2 separate regions of the Sus scrofa genome follow, and region 1 is linked to region 2. Evidence: chromatin contacts called from public HiChIP or PLAC-seq data. All regions are on one chromosome and are shown on one strand. Each heading gives the region's core, a stretch centred on a gene start, on an enhancer-like site or on the middle of the called end of the contact. The rest is flanking DNA. Distances are from core to core; before and after follow the strand shown. Region 1 holds the start of PRELP (prolargin). Region 2 has its middle 37 kb from the start of PRELP.

Evidence for each region. HiChIP or PLAC-seq counts read pairs in DNA pulled down with a chosen protein or histone mark.
Region 1: an H3K27ac HiChIP or PLAC-seq map of skeletal muscle shows a contact between it and region 2. The contact joins the promoter of PRELP here to the enhancer-like site in region 2. A contact is called at or near these places in 15 of 47 Hi-C or Micro-C datasets (adipocytes, adipose tissue, alveolar macrophages and 10 more) and 1 of 2 datasets of contacts at active chromatin or transcription factors (skeletal muscle).

Annotation. Positions count from the first base shown.
Region 1 is chr9:64,189,109-64,194,031 of Sscrofa11.1, reverse strand. It overlaps PRELP (prolargin), which reads right to left and starts at 3,050. Exons shown (of 3, transcript XM_003130106.4): 1 at 2,873-3,050. LOC106507842 (a long non-coding RNA gene) reads left to right here. Exons shown (of 3, transcript XR_001304135.2): 2 at 736-778; 3 at 1,814-2,863.
Region 2 is chr9:64,151,598-64,156,001 of Sscrofa11.1, reverse strand. No RefSeq gene overlaps it. Among named protein-coding and RNA genes, the nearest start is that of PRELP, 37 kb to the left of the region's middle. Within about 2 kb of position 1,466, at least 56 of the 83 cell types and tissues checked have an H3K27ac peak or open chromatin away from gene starts, as enhancers often do. A contact at or near this core is called in adipose tissue, alveolar macrophages, liver and 5 more, where this site is marked.

The DNA.
Region 1 (4,923 bases), core at 1,801-4,300, 36 kb before region 2:
ATAAGGCTGAGCCTGATTGGGGCAGCGGCAGGGAGAGCCTCGTGGTTCAGATGAGGCAGGGCACGCAGGGTCTCGGCCCGTCTACTGCTACCCAGTGATGAGACCCTCTTCTCAGCCTCTGATTCCTTATCTGTACAATGGGGGTCATGAAATCTTCCCTATCCCTCTCTTCCTCACCCAGTTGTTTTCAGAAATAAGTGGGTTAAGTGACTTGAACATGTGCTGCAGATCAAAAAGTGCTAAAAATAAATATAACACTCTTAGGAAAGGACCATCCGTCTCTCCAGGGTCTATCGCAAGGCCAAGTGTAAACAGAATGTTTTTTTGGCCTCAAGCCACTAGTCCAGAAGAGCAAGTTTTCCTTTCCAAGGGTCCGGGGAAGAAGCAAGGGTGAGATGTCTCTTGCTTGCCGACAGGCTGTCACCTCACCATATCCTTTTCTCTGTTTCCATCCCCTAGCATCTCCACCCTCTGAAGAAAGCTTGTAAGAATCTTCTGGTGCTTTGGGCGCTTGTAGACCTGGGTCTCAACCCTGCAACTCTTTAGCTGTTAGGTGGGTGCTCTTGGGAAATCTCTTACTTCTACCAAGCTTCAGCTTCCTCATCTGTAAAATGGGCATCCTAACACCCATTTTATTTTGAAGTAAATGCATAAATGTGTGAAAAATGAGTGCTCAGTGAATGAGAAGCTATAGTTCACATTATTTTAAAAATCACAGAGTCTCTTTCCTTTCAGCTTGGCCAGAGGGCAGCCCTCTGGAAGGCAAGGATCCTTGCAGGTGGGTACAGCTCGTGGATTTTCCCCAACTCTTCCACACAGAGCAACTTCTTCCCCTTCGGGGCCTGTGATATGACACCTGGGTCTCAGAACCAACGAATTAGAGAGATAGATGTCCCCAGCCATTTGGGGAATGGGGAACATTCACTCTGTTCCTCCAACTCACCAGCCCCACACTAGACCTTCCTGCAGCAGGTGAGAGGATGTTGGCCAGGGATGGTACAGTCTCATTTCCTCAGGTGGCCATGGTGTCCCACTGCGGTTCATGACTTCCCCTCCCAACCCTTTGCACCTGGCTTTTTGGCCCTTCCAGCCTCCCACATGGGCCCCATAAATGGGGCTGCCCCTCTACCCTGTGTGAGCCACCAGAACAGACAGCTGTTTGGGGGGATCCAGAAGGGATGGGGGCCCAGGGCAGGCAGATTAGTAGGCAAGGGGAAACATAAGCTCTTTGGAACTACTTTGAGGGAATTTTCTTTCTGGAATGTTCTCCCTTTATCTGGCTGCCAATGCTTGCCTGGAGAAGGGAGGTGGGATGTTCACAAGAGAGCTTCCCTTTTCCCTCAGGTGCTTGCTTCTACTCCGCAAAAGAGGGTGGCCCGTTTGGAGCACTCTGGAGCTCCTCCATCAGACAGTCCTTGTCCAGGATGCCACATAGGCCTTCTGCCCAGATAAGACTGCCAGAAGTCCTGGGCTCTTCCGTCCCACATGGGACTCCCTCGGGCCCCTGGTTCAGATGCTCTCAAGTCCTAAAACAACAACAGATTCCTGGGTCTCGATGCAGTGGTTCTGGAGCAAGGGGTCTATGTTTTTAGTACGCACCCCTCTCCTCCACCCCTGCCCCCAGATCAACTGTATTGAGAAAACTTAATCTGGCCCATGCCCTGCCTGCCATGGGACAGCTCTTTCTCCTGGAGTGAGGTGGTGGGTAGAAAAGGTCCACCCTCTTTGGAAACAAGCTCCATTCAGTTACCCACTTTAGTTTTTCCCCTCCCTGACTGATTAAGGAACTACTGTCCCTTTTTCTCTCCCACAGGGACCTCTTGCCAACCTGGGATGATTTTGAAGTGGCTTTAAAAAGAAATATGCCTGCAATAAAAATGAAATGCTTTGCCCCCAGAGCTGAGAATTATGACCTCCAAAGCTTGGGAGCGGGGTTGCTTTCTTCTCTTTCTTTCCAAAAGACAAGTGGCTTGGACCAGTGAGACTGAGAAAGTCAGAGGTACAGGGAGGACACTGTGCAGATGGGAAAGCTATTTTTCCCTCCCCTGCCTAATTAAGTTCTAAAGAGCAAAGACATCCTTCCAGCTTTTGCACTCGTTCATCCCCTTCCTGCTCAGGCTGGACGCAGGACACATGATTTCTTTTGGCTCCACCATCACAGTGGGAAAATGCACTTTCCCTTTCCTTGTACAGTTGGGGAGGTGTGTGAGAGGGTGAGAGACAAGAGGCAGTGTGTGTGTGTGTTTGTGTGTGCGTGTGCGTGTCCCTCCTGGTGTCTGGTCACTATGTGGTCTAGCGCTGCACCTCCTGTGCAGCCAGAGTGGAGGTGAATGGACAGGATGCCTTTGTACTGTGTGTGTAGTTTGTGTGTGTGCATGTGGAGTGGAAGCGTAGCCTCTGTGTGACACGTGTGTATGCCTGTGATGGTGTGTGACAAAACGTGAAAGGTTCAGAGAAATGGGTTCTAGAGTAGGGTTTCTCTGGGAACCTGATTTGTAGAAATGCTGTGTGTGGTGTTTGTCTGCCCTACAACCAACACCCGTACCAAGAAAGTTTAACTTTGCAGCAAAACAAAGACATGGATAGAGAATGATGAAGAGAAGAAAGAGGGTGGAGAAGAAATGAGGAAGAATTAATTTGAGTTCCTTTGAAAGGAGAGATGTTTGGTGGGTGGAAGGAAAAGATAGAGACTAGATCAATAACAAGAAATAACAAATGAGGAAGAATTAATTTGAGTTCCTTTGAAAGGGGAGACGTTTGGTGGGTGGAAGGAAGGAAGGAAAAGATAGAGACTAGATCAGTAACAAGGTTGGACGGAGCAGGAGACTGGCTGGAGGCAGGAGTCTTCCTCCCCATCTCCCACTGGGCTTACCTGTACCACCTGCCTCTCCTCTCAGCTCTGGGTTTAGTGTCCGGCAAGGCTCCCTCTGATTCCCCCCACCCTTTGGTGGAGCTGTGGCAGCAGAGAGCCAGCTGGAAGTTCTGATCTCCTTGTGGTGTGTTCGTGCTCGAGTTTGCCTGACTTTTCTTCCACTGGATCCTATTGGGGTGGGGAGGTTAGGTTAGGGGGAGGGACAGGCAGATCCAGATCGTAAGGAGGGAGAGGAGGACGGAGGGAGGGGGGAGGAGGGAGGGAGGAGAGAAGAGAGGGAGGGAGCTTGGGAAAGGAGGAATGACAACAATAAAGTCTTTATTTAGCAGCCAAAACTCCCAAAGACTTCATCCACACACCATGCCCACTAACGGACTCGTTTTTAATAACATTTCCTTCTGCTGCTGCTTCTGGGAGGGAGATTGTTTGACCCATGTTTGGAAAGCAAGCCAAATTAACAGAGGAAAAGGAATGAAAAGCAACTTCTGTGCAGGCCAGGACTGGATGGCTGGGTCCAGCACCAGACTGTTTCATTCCTCCTCCTAACAACTGTCTTGCTTCTGATGCCCTTCACTGCCCGTGTTCAATTCCCAGATGTGAGGGGTGTGGGATGTTTCCTTTAAGCAGACACAATTCTTCCCCAGGTTGCCTTCTCTGAGAGGTTGCTAAGGGAATGGAGTCTTGCTGTGCAAGCTAGCCCAGGACTGAGCCTTGGTTTGGGATGCTCTGAGAACCAGAGAGGGAAAGTCTGACCTGGGATTATACTGCAAAGGCAAGAGAGTAAAAATTTGCTGTAAGACTTAAAGTCACTGTCCATGTGGACAGTGCCAGCTTCTCCATGTATATTGTACTCAGGAGAGATTTGGGGGCCATATAGTCATCACACAAAGTATATGGGGGAATCCCAGGGTCCCCTGTCCATGTCATCCCATTCAAGTAAGACCATTACCTCTATCAGTTCTCTCAACCAAAAACTACAACACACTTATAGCTGTGTTAAGTAGCTGCCCATCAAAACTTCCTGCGACCTCAGTTGACTACTTAAAAAACTCAATGGGATTTACTTTTTCTATCATCAGTCCTTGGAGAGCTGCTGAGCCCAGTGATGGGAACTCCCTTCTCCCTTCCCCAATCTGGCAATAAAGGGAAGAACAATAAAATTAGGATCAGCCGTCCTGGGCTCTGCCTCTTATGAATTATGTTGATCTTGGGCGAGTGAGTCACTTGATCGTGTGGAGCCTCAATTTCCTCATCTAAAAAATGGGGATAATACCTTCCTCACAGTGTTGGGAAGATTAAATGATATAAATATGAAAGCATTTTACAACCTGGGAAGATGTTAGGCTTTGGGAGGGGGATTATGATGAATGGTATCAGACTGAAAAACAAGGAAGAAAAAATAAAACCTGCACCTTCTTTTCCCATCCCCCTTCCACCCAAAATCTTGTGCCTTCCACACCGGCTGGTGAGGTCTTGCTGGAGGACAGTGTGTAGCTGCTGTCCATAGTCATTGACCCTGGGTGTGCTGGGACACTCACTCATGCATTTAGTTTTTCATCCAAAGTGTACATGTCCCCTTCTGCAGACTGAGGACATCAGACCCTAGCTTTGCTTGTTTCCCTTGGTGTGGTAGGTGGTCAGTAGCATTCAAGTAAGGTGAGCAAGGAGTTCCCATTGTGGTTCAGCACTAACAAACCCAACTAGTGTCCATGAGGACTTGAATTCCATCCCTGGCCCTGCTCAGTTGGTTAAGGATCCAGTGTTGCATGAGCTGTGGTGTAGGTCACAGATGTGGCTTGGATCTTGCGTTGCAGTGGCTGTGGTATGCTATAGGCTGGCAGCTGCAGTTCCTACTAGACCTCTAGCCTGGGAACTTCCATATACTGCACCTGCAGCCCTTAAAAGCAAAAAAAGAAAAAGAAAAAAATAAAAGGTGAGCAAGATACCATGAGGTTCTGGGAGGATGAGCAAAGGTGGGGGTGGGTGGGGTTGGACAGGGTGCAGAAGTATGATTTGTATGCATTTCTGTGGGGTTTGTCTGAATCCCCAGA
Region 2 (4,404 bases), core at 217-2,716:
AACAGGTTGTGACTGCTCCATAAAAATTGTTAGAGGGAAGAAGGGAAGGAAGGAAGGCTGGTTGGATATGTGATCTCCTTTCAAAATTAATTGGCTACCTAATTAAGACATGACATTGTTCTCACTGAAATCTAATTTCTCCTGGAGGCAAAATTGCTGTAGAAGACCTTAATTTCAGTCCTAAATGTCTACAATTCTGGAGTTCCTTTTGTCTCCTCTGATCCATCCACTCCTCCTTGCTCATAGAATTTGGAGTGATGGGGAGGCCATCTGTCATCCGACAGACCTGCATTCAGATTCCTGCATTCAGACCTCCACCACGTTAGCCATGGAGCCCCAGGCAAGGTACTGAAATTCCTTACAAAAGTGTCAGTCTCCTGTAAAAGATGTCAGTGCCTTGCTGAAATGAGGGTTCAATGAGATGTGTCTAAAAGTCCCGCCCGACACAGCCTCTGACACGTAGGCTCTAGGGATGCTCAGCTCTCCCTTCCTCTGGCCAATAAACTCAATCCTGTTCATAGACTGATCTGACCATTTCTCACACTTTATCTCTTCAAGCTGCTCTCTTGCACTTTCCTCATCTCTGGCCTTGTTTCCTCCTGACACCTTCAGGCTTGGTCGCTGCTCCCGGCCCTGTTTCTCTGTAGCTTCTCTCGCTGGCTCTGCTCGGACTCTTGGTAGGACCTTGGCAGTGAACCTCCAGGAGACTCATGCCTGAGAGATGAGGGGCCCACATGGCATCATCGAGAGGGCTGTCTGCTCAGTGGCTGGTGGAAAGTTAATGCCCCTCTCTTTCCAGCAGCTGCGCACAGCCTCTTATCAGGGAAAAATTAAATTAAAATTTAAGAACTGATGCTCCTACATTCCCTGGCATTCCAGGGCTCTGGTTCAGCCCCAGGGGGTCCCCACACGCCTCTGGCCTTCTGCCTCTCCTCTGCATCCCAGCTTCAGCTGGGCCACCTTCCCCTTTGACTCTGCCCTCCATCCTCGGCCTAGATGGAGATAGTGGGCTCCAGGCTGGCAGAAGCTTTGGCTTCTCCAGGCCTGATCACTTTCACCTTGCCCCACAAAGGTGGGGGGCTCGCACAGAGTGCCCCAGCCCCAATGTGGCCTTTTAGATGGACCTCTGAGAAGCTTGTTTTTCATTAGATTGCAGTGGGAAATGCCCACCAGCAGGGGGTGGGTCTGTGCCTGATTCGGAGGAAGACAACACCTCAGAGCCGTCAGCCTATTCTGAAGAGTGTGCCCAAAAGCCCAGGGGAGTGATCAGTGGTGAGAATGGAGAAAGTGCAGGGGCCATGCCCAAGGCTCACCCCCAAGCAAGGGCCCCCTGAGCCCTCTCCCTCTGGGAGACAAAGCCTCAGGAGGGAATGAGATCAGAGCCTGCTGTCTGTCCACCGTGGGGCACCAGCGCACCGCGAGGAGGGCTGCAGAGGAGCTGCCAGCGTGGCTCTGTCCAGGTTGCGGAGCCAGTGGCTTGGGGAGGAGCTGCTCCAAGCCGCCCTGGCAAGCCCTTCTCACATTCCGGAGCACAGAGGACCCAGAATCCCCAGCTGGGCCCGAGGCATCTGGGCTGGCATCCAGCCCAGACGTTTCCTCCTTTCTGTTCTCTTTTTGCTTCCTGGGGCCAAAGGTTCAGCGGGAGCTTCACCTCTCTTCTCAACAGAGGAGCTGTGCTGGAATCAGGGAGGATAGGGAAAGGGGTGGGTGTCAGCCAGGAGAACTTTCTTTTTTCTTTTCTTTTTTCTTTTTTTTTTTTTTTTTGTCTTTTTGTCTTTTTTAGGGCTACATCCATGGCATATGGAGGTTCCCAGGCTAGGGGTCTATTCAGAGTTATAGCTGCCAGCCTACTTCACAGCCACAGCAACACCAGATCCTAGCCACTTCTGCGACCTAACCACAGCTCACGGCAATGCCAGATCCTTAACCCACTGAGCGAGGCCAGGGATCAAATCCGCAACCTCGTGGTTCCTAGTTGGATTCGTTTCTGCCGTGCCATGATGGGAACTCCCAGGAGAACTTTCCACTTCTTTTAAGATTGTTGGAAAGCCAGATATCTCTAAAATGTGGGGAGCATCCCAAGCGCACAGCACTGGGCCAGCCAGCCCCAGAGATGAGGAGGCCTGGTCTCTGTCCCTGGAGCTGTCTAGTGGGGAGGGGGCTGCTCTGAAGGGTCCTTGACAGCTTCATGGGCTGGACACCTAGAGGAGATCAAAAGAGATGTCACCGGGGTTTCCAAACCATTGTGCTCCACAGGCTGGCCAAGGGTGTGAGCAACGTCTATTCATGGGCTGTGCCTACCACAGTGCCTAGGTCACCGGAGGAGCTCAATAAAGTTTGTTGAATGAATGAATGAATGAAATGAGGTTGTCCAAAAAGGGTTCCTGGGAGTTCCCATCGTGGTGCAGCGGAAACGAATCTGACTAGGAACCCATGAGGTTGTGGGTTCGATCCTGGTCTCACTCAGTGGGTTAAGGATCCAGCATTGCCATGAGCTGCGGTGTAGGTTGCAGACACGGCTTGGATCTGGCGTTGCTGTGGCTCTGGCATAGGCCAGCGGCTACAACTCCTATTGGACCCCTAGCCTGGGCACCTCCATATGCTGCTGGTGTGGCCCTAAAAGGACAAAAGACAAAACAAACAAACAAACAAACAAACAAAAAACCGGAAAGGGCTCCTGGAGAAAAGGGAATCTGAACAGGGCCTTGGAGAATGGGCAGGATTTGACCAGGTCTAGTTTATCCTAGGCAGCTGGAAGCCTTGTCAAGGAAGGCAGGAAAGGGGACTGGCTGTTCTGGACAAGGGCAGGAGGAACAGTCCCTCTGTCACTGTCAGCATAAAGCGCAGCGCCCCCCCCCCCCCAGCATTACTCCCACGCCCCTTCAAGCAGCTTTGCCTTCCACTTCAACACTATCTCATTCTCATCCCACCCTTACCTCTACATGGTGGTCCCTTCCTCCCCAGATCTCCCGTCCATAGTTGGATTGGTCAGCCCTCCTATGTGTGGCCTCGGTACTCCACGCGTGCCCATTCTCACACTTATCACCCTCCACCAGTCATGAACAAGTTGCCCAGATTCCCGCAGAGACTGCCAGCCACCGTCAGAGACAACTGACTAAGACTTTAGCAATATGGGTGCCAGTGTCAGAGGCGGCCAGCACCCGTGAGGCCAAAGGTGCAGCTGACAAAACAGAGAAGGTGCGGCTCCCAAACACTCTTGACCTCAGTTCACATAACATCTTTCTTTCTCATCTAAGCGAAAGAGGCTGGACTGAAATGAGTCTGGCTTACCAAGCTTTTCCATAAAGCGTTAGTGATTTCTGATCACCCTTGGCAAACATACTTGGTGGGTATGGATTTCCCATTAGCCTCTAAACCTCTTGGACCTAGAGATCAAGTCTCATTCGACTTTGATTCACCAACTAAGCACCACACCAGGCATATGGTAGGCTTAATAAGTAATTGCTTATTTATTTGGTTAATTAAGTGATCACATCCACTCATAGAAGGTGTCATCATAATTTCCAGTCTCTGCCCTCAATCTTGAAAGGGCTTCAGAAAGGGGTGCCTGCGCCTAGAGTGAATGCCCAGAATAGACATAATACCAGAAATGGGAATAAGAATTGTACTCTAGTAAATGGGAAGCGAGTTCCCAGCTAAACATTATATGCTTAGAGATAGGAAAGGGTTTAGAGAGCACTTAGCCCAAGTCTTCACTTTGTAAGATGGGAAATTGAGACTAGGATATGGACGTTCTTTGGCCAAGGTCACAAGACATCTCTTGCACATCAGATCCAGACATTTGACCTTGATGTTTGAGGTTCAGAGTTCTATCCACTATTGCAGGCTCTCTTTCTCGACCACCACTAGGCCTCTTCCTACTGTCTTTTCCCCAAACCTGGCCTGGTGGAAAGATCATGGGCATTTGTTCCAGATCTGAGTTCAAATCCTGCTTATGCTCCTTAATTGCCATTTGTCCTTGTATAGCACTCAAATTACTCCCTTACAAAAGGGAGATCTAGCACCTGCATGGGGGCCAGCATGTGAACTCAGTGATATAATGTCAGCAGAGAGTCTATACTGTGGCCCTCAATTAACACCAGTTCTGCCCTCCCCCCTACCAGTTCTTGCTTCTTTATGGTCTTTTGTTTTTGTTTTTGTCTTTTGTCCTTTTAGGGCCACACCCTTGGCATATGGAAGGTGTCTCACTGTGCAGCCTTGTCAGGCTAGGGGTTGAATTGGGAGCTACACTTGCCAGCCTACGCCACAACCACAGTGGGATCCGAGTCACATCTTCGACCTATACCACAGCTCACGACAATGCAGGATCCTTAACCCACTGAGCAAGGCCAGGGATCGAACCCATGCCCTCATGGATACCAGTTGGGTTTGTTAACCTCTGAG